2 separate regions of the Pan troglodytes genome follow, and region 2 is linked to region 1. The links are chromatin contacts, called in public HiChIP or PLAC-seq maps. All regions are on one chromosome and are shown on one strand. Each heading gives the region's core, a stretch centred on a gene start, on an enhancer-like site or on the middle of the called end of the contact. The rest is flanking DNA. Distances are from core to core; before and after follow the strand shown. Region 1 holds the start of MTSS1 (MTSS I-BAR domain containing 1). Region 2 holds the start of SQLE (squalene epoxidase).

Region 1 (3,923 bases), core at 875-3,374:
AGGCTGAGGCAGGAGAATCGCTTGAACCTGAGAGGTGGAGGTTGCAGTGAGCCGAGATCGCGCTACTGCTCTCCAGCCTGGGTGACAGAGTGAGGCCCTATCTCAAAAAAAAAAAAAAAAAAGTGCCAGGTGTCACTCCCACTTTCCTGCATCTGGGAACACTTTTCCAGCCTCCCTTTCAAGGAGTTCTCATGAGAGACAAGGGCCTGGTGGTCAGGCCCAGGGAAAAAGGCCACAAGAGAGGTGTGCTTTGGCAAACATTGCTAAAGTTGGGGTATTTGGGGCATTGAAATTTAAGCATGTGGCAGGAAAGCTAGACCAAGTGTCCACTGGGCTAAGGCCCCTTATCCCAGGAGTTCAGGAGGCTGGGTAAAAGAGAGACCTGGGGCATGGAAGTCAGAAAACCAGGGTTGGATTCCTTCCAACAGTGCAACAAGGACCAGAATGATAATTTCCTTCAAGTAGACATAATACGTATAAAATGCCCAGAATGCACACAGTAGACCCTCAGCAATGTGCCTGGTACAGCACACCAATGTTACAGAAGTGAAATGGGGCCAGGGCTGGACCTGAGCCTTGGCCTCATCCCTGCTTCTTCTGTTGATAAGATTTATCGAATGATTATTTACGAGATGCCAGGTACCACTTTAAGTGCTTTCATCGATCAGCTCATGTAATGTTCAGAACAGCCCTATCAGGTAGAAGCCATCATTATCCCCATTTACAGATGGATGAGGAAACTGAGGCCCAGAAAGGTTAAGTAACATACCCAAAGGCATACAGTTAGTAGGTTGTGAACTGGAGTTTGAATCCAGGCAATCTGGCTCTACAAGCAGTCATCTTGATAGTTAGAATACCAATAGTATTAAAATCACAATAATGATTGGCAGCAAACGATGTGTCAAGCACCCGTTATTGGCAAGGTGAAGATGAGTCGGATGCATTCGAATGCCCTTGGGGACAGGATCCAGCAGGGGTGATCAAGAGATCAGTTACTTCCTGAAGGTAACACCCTTCCGGGTGATTTCGGGGAGACGGATGGGGAAGGTGGGTTGCAGTTAAGAGTTGGGCAGAGTGATCCAGGGGAACATTATCTTCTGCAGCTGTGCTGTGTAACTCCTTGCATCCCTTTGATCCATAAAGTTTTCAAAGCCAGACCTTTTCCCATTACGGAGTGAATCTGACACAAGTGTACAGAATTTTGCACTTGGTTTCTTTTGGCCCCACTCCCCCCAGTCTTTTCTTTTGTTATGTTTTGTGCTTCAAATGGTTAGCTCAAGGGTTAAAGGAACTGTCCGGAGTTAGGTGCTTATGTCTTAATATCTTTTAAAAGTTGCTCATTTGATTCTCCTCCCTCTGGCCCATTTGGCGTTCATCTGAATGAGGGCTCCTGGTTATGCAGATAGGCAGTGGAGCTGTGAAAATGGACCACTAGGCCCCAAATCAACCTGGGCACATTTGCGCTCTGCAGGTTCAACCTCCCAGGAGGGCTCCCTGCGGTTATACCAACGCTGGCTGCTCTCAGTGGGCCTGAAAACCATCAACCGTCCAAGTCATAGGCAATCAGCAATCTCGATAGACTGATGGATCGTGGACAGAAGCTCTAACGCTGTTTCCATTCATTTAGCAACAGCAAATCAATCCACTTTTCCAGCATCCTGCAACTTTATCGAACTCGGCATCCCATTGCAGGATACGCCCCCGAACTCTCCTTAATTATATATTTCGCTATTTGCAATCAGGACTCGGCGATGCAGTCCTGACATCAGAAAATGGGCGTCTTCTCAGAAGGCCGCAGTAGCGGCAGCAGCTTTCCCGCCCTACTGAGCGCTCACTACAAGCGGGCTCTGGGCTAGGCGCGCCACCCGTGCAAGTCCCCGGGGAGCAGCGGTGCACCCTCCGTCCCGCGCGCTCGCAGCCATTGTAGGGTGGGCGCTCGCCAGGCAGGGTGCCGACACGCCCTCTCCGCGCTGCGACGGGCGGCCGGGGGAGGAGAGGGTGCGCTGTGCGCACCGGAGGGAGAGGCTCCGGCCCAGCGCCGCCTGTCCGCCAGCACACCAGCAGGCTCCTCTTTGCGGCGGGTGCCCCACGCGCCTCTCGGGCGCGCGCTCCCAGCCCCGCCCGCGTGCGGAGGCCGCACGGCCGCGAGAGCGCGCCCCCGCTTGGCGGACGCACGGCCGCGAGCGCGCGTGCGCCCCTCCGAACGTCCCCGGGAGCCCAGCCAGAGCGAGCGCCGGGGCCGGGCGCGCAGGAGTGAAAAGGAGGCGGCGGCCGCAGCTGCGAGCAACAGATCCGGACGCCGCGAGCTGACCCGCTCTGCTGTTGGGCGATTTTTTTTTTAATTGCAGAAAAATTTATTAAATTGGAAAATCTTGCGTTTTTCAATGGCGCTGGCCCCGGGTCAGCGGGCGATTTTCTCTGCATCAAGATGGGCTTTGCCGTTTCCGTAGTGGGCACCAGTGGTGGCCTGATTGTAAGTCTTCTCCCGGCATTTTTAAGGCCAGGAGCCGAGCGCTGCTTGTAGGCGAATACCCTACAGAGCGGTTTGGCTTTTTAAATTACTGTTATTATTTTGGGCAGAGAACAGTCGGTCTGGTGCACCCCGTCCTCGCTGCAGAAGAGGCTGCGAGTCCGAGGTGGGTCTCTCGGAAGGTGAAATTCCTTCTGGGGTGAGCGAGCCCCGGCCCCGCGCGCAGTCCAGCGGCCCCGCGTGTGTGCCCTCGCCCTGCCGGAGCCGGGAAAATGGAGGCTGTGATTGAGAAGGAATGCAGCGCGCTCGGAGGCCTCTTCCAGACCATCATCAGCGACATGAAGGTAGGACGCCGGGGGTGCGGCTGCGGCGCCGGCCGCCGCGCTCTGACTTCGCCGCCGCGCTTCGCCTCCACCTCGGGCCGGGCACCCGGCCCTTCCCTGCAGTGTGGCCACCGGCCACCTGCGGGAGCTCCCGGCCGGAGTGTCACCTGCTCACCCGGGGCGCTGCTCCGGGCTCTGCGGGGTCACTGGGCGGGTGGCTTTTCTGGGGGGTGTCTGCTGTCCCACGCCATCTCCCCCGCTTATTGTCCCAGGGGGCGGCACCATTTCTTTCCCTCGGGGGCTCAAGGCACTGGCTGCAAGTTTTCCCATTGTCTGTCCCTGAAGTAAGTGTCTGGGACCCGCGGGGGCTGGATGCCCGGGAGGACACCTGATTCCCCCGGGCACGGGGTGGGGGCGCCTGGCGCGGTGGTGGGGAGGAAGTGGGGGCTCTGCCCGCGCGCAGGAAGGAGTCCCCTAGCCTAGGAGACTGAGAGGGAAAGCCAGTCCCTCCTTGGCTGTCAGTTCTACTTGGAGTGGGGTATCTGAGCAAATTAGTTATTAATTGGGCCGTTCCGAAGCTGGTAAAGGTGTGCGTGCCCTCTCTTAGCCCTCCCGCGGGGCGCGGGGCCGAAGTTCCCGGGCAGCCTTGCAGGGGCCCCGCCTTCTCCCAGCTGAGCCTAAAGGCAAGATTGGGGCCCCCGAAATAACTGTATCCTACCCTCCCAGACCCAAACGGACACACACTCTAGGTTTTCTCTTGGAAGGGTTGTGAAGATGGTGTGTGTGTGCGCGCGTGCATGTGTGTGCGCGCGCGCGCGCGTGGGGGCGGGGAACAACACCCTGGCTTTTTCCAGCAAAGGGTGGGACTGGGGATAACCTGATCCTCGGATGTGGATTTTCTGGTGCCTAGAGATAGACCAGGGTCCCGTGTTATTCATCCAGAGGAAATAAAACCAGCCGCGCGAGCTGGCTGGAGGTGGGAATTGGGAGCGGTGGGGGAAATTATTTTTTTAATGTGTATTTAGGGAGCTTCTCTTTGGCTCTGGCCCAGCCCCAGTTTGCCTCAACAGATCCAGATCCGGGGAGGTGGTGTTTAATTAAAAGCTCGCTTCCAAAACGAGTGGGCAGGT
Region 2 (3,923 bases), core at 386-2,885, 270 kb before region 1:
TCCAATCCTTACCCAAGAACTTTTTAAAAACTTTTTCGTCATGGAAAGTGGTTGTTCTTCTCCTTCAAAATGAAATTCTAACATTTCGTTCCATCTTTCATAACCAAATATCCAACCTCCATCTGAGGCTCAACCAATGCTAAATGAAACAAATGTTTTCACTCATTCTTAAGAAGGTCAAAGATGTAACCAAGGCACAGCAAAGAGTTTAAAATAATACATGAGAATGTATACAAGCATCTAACCTGCCGCCTTTTGCAATTCAAATAAAACTTATATTTGAGTGAACCCAATCCTACTCCTAAATAAGACACTCATTCATCTGCCCGCTTTGAAATCAACCTACCCTCCTGGCCTCGAGCTGCTCCTTATTTTCTGATTCAGGGGGGGACTTGGCCCAGAAGAAGCCAATGAAAGGCAGGCCTGAGAGAATATCCGAGAAGAGGGCGAACTGGGAGCCGCTCTGCTGGCGCCCGAGGAGACCCCCGTTTCCGTGGCGACAGCGGTAGGACAGCACCAGGCCCAGCGAGAGGAACACCAGCATGCACAACAGGACCTCCCTGTTGGCCAAAGTGATGAAGTCCCCGAACTTCTTATAAAAATAGGTGAAAGTGGCAATGCCCAGAAAAGTCCACATGGTTCCAAGGCTTCTTTGGTGGCACCGGTCAAGGCGGAGATTATCTGCTCGGGTGGGTTTAAGGTTCTCCCCAAAATGAGGTACCAAAAGGAGCACGGGGAGCCGGCCAGACTCCAGTAAACAGTGTCCCAGGACGAGAAGTCCGATCAGACCAGTTTTTAAAAATCATATAAAGTTAGTGTAAAAGTATGTGAAGCCAAGTTATATAGGACGTAGAAAGCAGTATTTAAAAATCGCCTGCTGGAACAGCTCCCGAGCAGACTCGCTCCTCCTCGCCCAGGCAATCCAGATATTCCCTTTTTTTCTTTTTTGATGGTGTTCCCTGAGCGGTTGCTGCGGGTGATGGATACTCTTCTGATACTGGCTCTTCGTGCTATAATTTCTTTTCTCACCAAGAGCAGGTGCCCTTTCAGAAGGGAATGGGAGTGGAGGGAGGGTCACAGAAACACCTCGGCACTGGGGGAAACGTGGCCTCGCCTCTGGCGACGGCGAGCAGCGGCCGGAAGGCACGGGGGCTGCGGGCCGGCGCGGGTTCAGAGGCTTCTTTTTCCGCGGACGGAGACACTGTACAGCCCAACCTCGGGAAAACGCCAGCGCCGACGCCTTCTCCAACAAAAGATGGCCTCGGACTCGAGTGCGGCTCCAGGGCAATGCAGCCCCAACCTCGCGATTTAGAGGCCTCCCGCTTCGCTGGCCCCCAGACCCGCCCACCGCGACTGCACCTCCCCACCGATAAAAGGTGGTTTCCAGGGTACCTCCCTCAGATGGCGGCGGCGGCTCCCGACGGCTTCCTCACCAGCATCCCTCGCGGGCGGCGGCTCTCGCCAGCGCGGCGCGGCCCCAGTAACCAGAGTAACCGTCGCGCGCCCCTACTCGCCGCCAGGCCCCACGCGTCTCAGCCGGCTGGGCGGGCTCGGCCCAGACGATGGACCGGGGGCGGGGCTCAGGCGCGAGTCCGCCCATACCGCGCGCCCCGCGTGCTGGCCCCGCCCCCCACCCCTGCTCCTGCCGCCGCCGGCCAATGAGGGCGCGCACCGCGCGGTAGGCCGAGATGGCGCTATGCCGCGTTTGGCCAATCGGAGGCGGCGCAACCTGCGCGGCGACGCCCCGAAAGGCGCTAGGGCGATGTTGCGTGGTGCGGGTTGGGGCGTGGGGATGGGCGCGGGCCGGCTCCGGCGTGGGTGGGGCCAGGGGTCGCCTAGGAGGCGCCCTGGGGCCGGGATAGGCGTCGGGGTCGGGGTTGGGGTTGGTTCACCGCAGCAGCCCCAGCTCCTGCGCCCTCCCTGGACTGAGGTGTGCTCGCTTTGAGGAGAAGCCTGGAGTGATCCGCTGCCTCGGGTCTGAACGTTTCCATTCATTCCGCTAGCATTTATTGAGCGCTTATGATATGTCAGTCCCCGGAGTCCGAAAGAGGAATCAGACACAGCTTCCCTGCCCTGTGTATGTGGAGAGGGCGGACGGGAGTGCGTGGAGAGCCTGACATTCCAGCTGAAGCTGGAAGAATGAGTAGGCGTTTGCCTTAAGAAGAAAAGGAGAGGACGCTCCAGGTGCTCAGGCTAGAGATACACGGATGCGCCCAGCCCGTTCTCTCAAGACCAGAAACGTTGGGGGTGGGGTCTCGGAGGCAAAGAAGTCAAATAGTCGTGTCATAGGTGTCCTGAGAAGGGGGTGGTTAGAGAGGGAGCCATGGAAACCCAAGAGGTGGTCCTTCCCTTGGCCTGGAGAAGTCTGGTGAGGCGCCCAGGGGGAGGTTACACGGTGTCCAGGACAAGCAGTCCGAGGGAGCAAAAGTGTGCAAAAGTCTCGGAGTGAGACAGCCCTTATTATACTACGATGAAACTTACCTAAAATTTATTGAGGCTTAAGACCTCAGTGTCTTTGCTCATCCTGTTTCTTAACTCTGGACTTCCTTCTTTAACCCCTATGATAATAGGTGCAAATCCCTTCTGCTTTTTGGAGCGTGGCTGCATTGTCACCTCTTCCACCAAATCGCCATTGACCTTCACCAAGTCACATAACTTTATTCATACTTTTTAATCTCTAGATTCCCTAAGGGAAGGATCTGTGTCTGATAAGCACCTAGCACAATGCTCTGCCCTTAATTTATCCTCCATAATATGTATTTAATGAATGATGAACGACACTGGCGCATAAAAGCAAGACTAGGCAACTAGAGTTAGGAGACCCAGATTCTGGCTACCGCTAACCAGCCTGTGACCTTTTACAGATGTTACAAGTCACTCTGCCTCTGCGGGGAGAAGGCAACTTCTTCATGAACTCGAACATCCTTTGCAATTCTCTATCAGATACTTGGCAGGGTTTAAAAAACATGGCACCTCTTATAACTTTTCACCCCCAATATTATGTTTTATCTGCTAATAAAATAATTATTTGGTAAAACACCCGCACAGGCGTTCACTTGACCCTCAAAACAACTTTGATTTTTAAAATGAGGAAAATGAAAATTAAAGAGGTTAAATGGCTTGACTAAATCACAGCTGTGATTAAATCGTAATGATGAAACCAAAAGTCAAAGTCCTGGTCTCCAAATCTTGTGGTTCCCCAGTATGCATAATTATCAATAACTGCCTTGCTTTCCAATACTTTTATTCTTTCTTCTACAATATTCCTCACTGTTACCAGTAAGTTTGGCTGTCTGAACTGACATCAAATTTAAAAGGACTGCAGAAAAGAGAATCAGTTCAATGTACGGGAAATCATTTCCTGAAGAGAATTCTTCAATAAACTGCTTATTGGTATCTGTGAGTTCTGTTTTGTTAAAATAATAGAGGAGCAGCTGACTCTTTTATTATTTTTAAATTTTATTTTTGTGACAGAGTCTCGCTCTGTGGCCCAGGCTGGAGTGCAGTGGCGCAATCTCAGCTCACTGCAACCTCCGCCTCCTAGCTTCAAGCGATTCTCGAGCCTCAGCCTCCCGGGTAGCTGGGACTAGAGGCACGTGCCACCATGCCGGCTAATTTTTGTATTTTTAGTAGAGACAGTGTTTCACCATGTTGGCGAGGCTGGTCTCAAACTCCTGACATCAAGTGATCCTCCCGCCTGAGCCTTCCAAAGTGCTAGGATTACAGGCATGAACCACCAAGCCCGGCCAACTGACTCTTACAGATGGGAATACAGTTATCACCAGGGTGGCTGTTACCTGCTTACTCTGTACTGAAGATTATCATAAAAGGAATTTTTCTTATTAAGTAGATAATTTTTTAATCTCTGGAAAGCAACTTTCTTCATCTGTTTTTATCCTCACAAAGTCATTCTTACAATGTCA

Evidence for each region. HiChIP or PLAC-seq counts read pairs in DNA pulled down with a chosen protein or histone mark.
Region 2: an H3K4me3 HiChIP or PLAC-seq map of stem cell-derived excitatory neurons shows a contact between it and region 1, with 7 times the contacts expected there. The contact joins the promoter of SQLE here to the promoter of MTSS1 in region 1. A contact is called at or near these places in 1 of 7 Hi-C or Micro-C datasets (stem cell-derived neural progenitor cells) and 1 of 1 datasets of contacts at active chromatin or transcription factors (stem cell-derived excitatory neurons).

The regions. Positions count from the first base shown.
Region 1 is chr7:135,055,423-135,059,345 of NHGRI_mPanTro3-v2.0_pri, reverse strand. It overlaps MTSS1 (MTSS I-BAR domain containing 1), which reads left to right and starts at 2,124. Exons shown (of 14, transcript XM_063816552.1): 1 at 2,124-2,814. The coding sequence starts at 2,743.
Region 2 is chr7:135,326,215-135,330,137 of NHGRI_mPanTro3-v2.0_pri, reverse strand. SQLE (squalene epoxidase) reads right to left here and starts at 1,635. Exons shown (of 11, transcript XM_009455896.5): 1 at 347-1,635. The coding sequence starts at 637.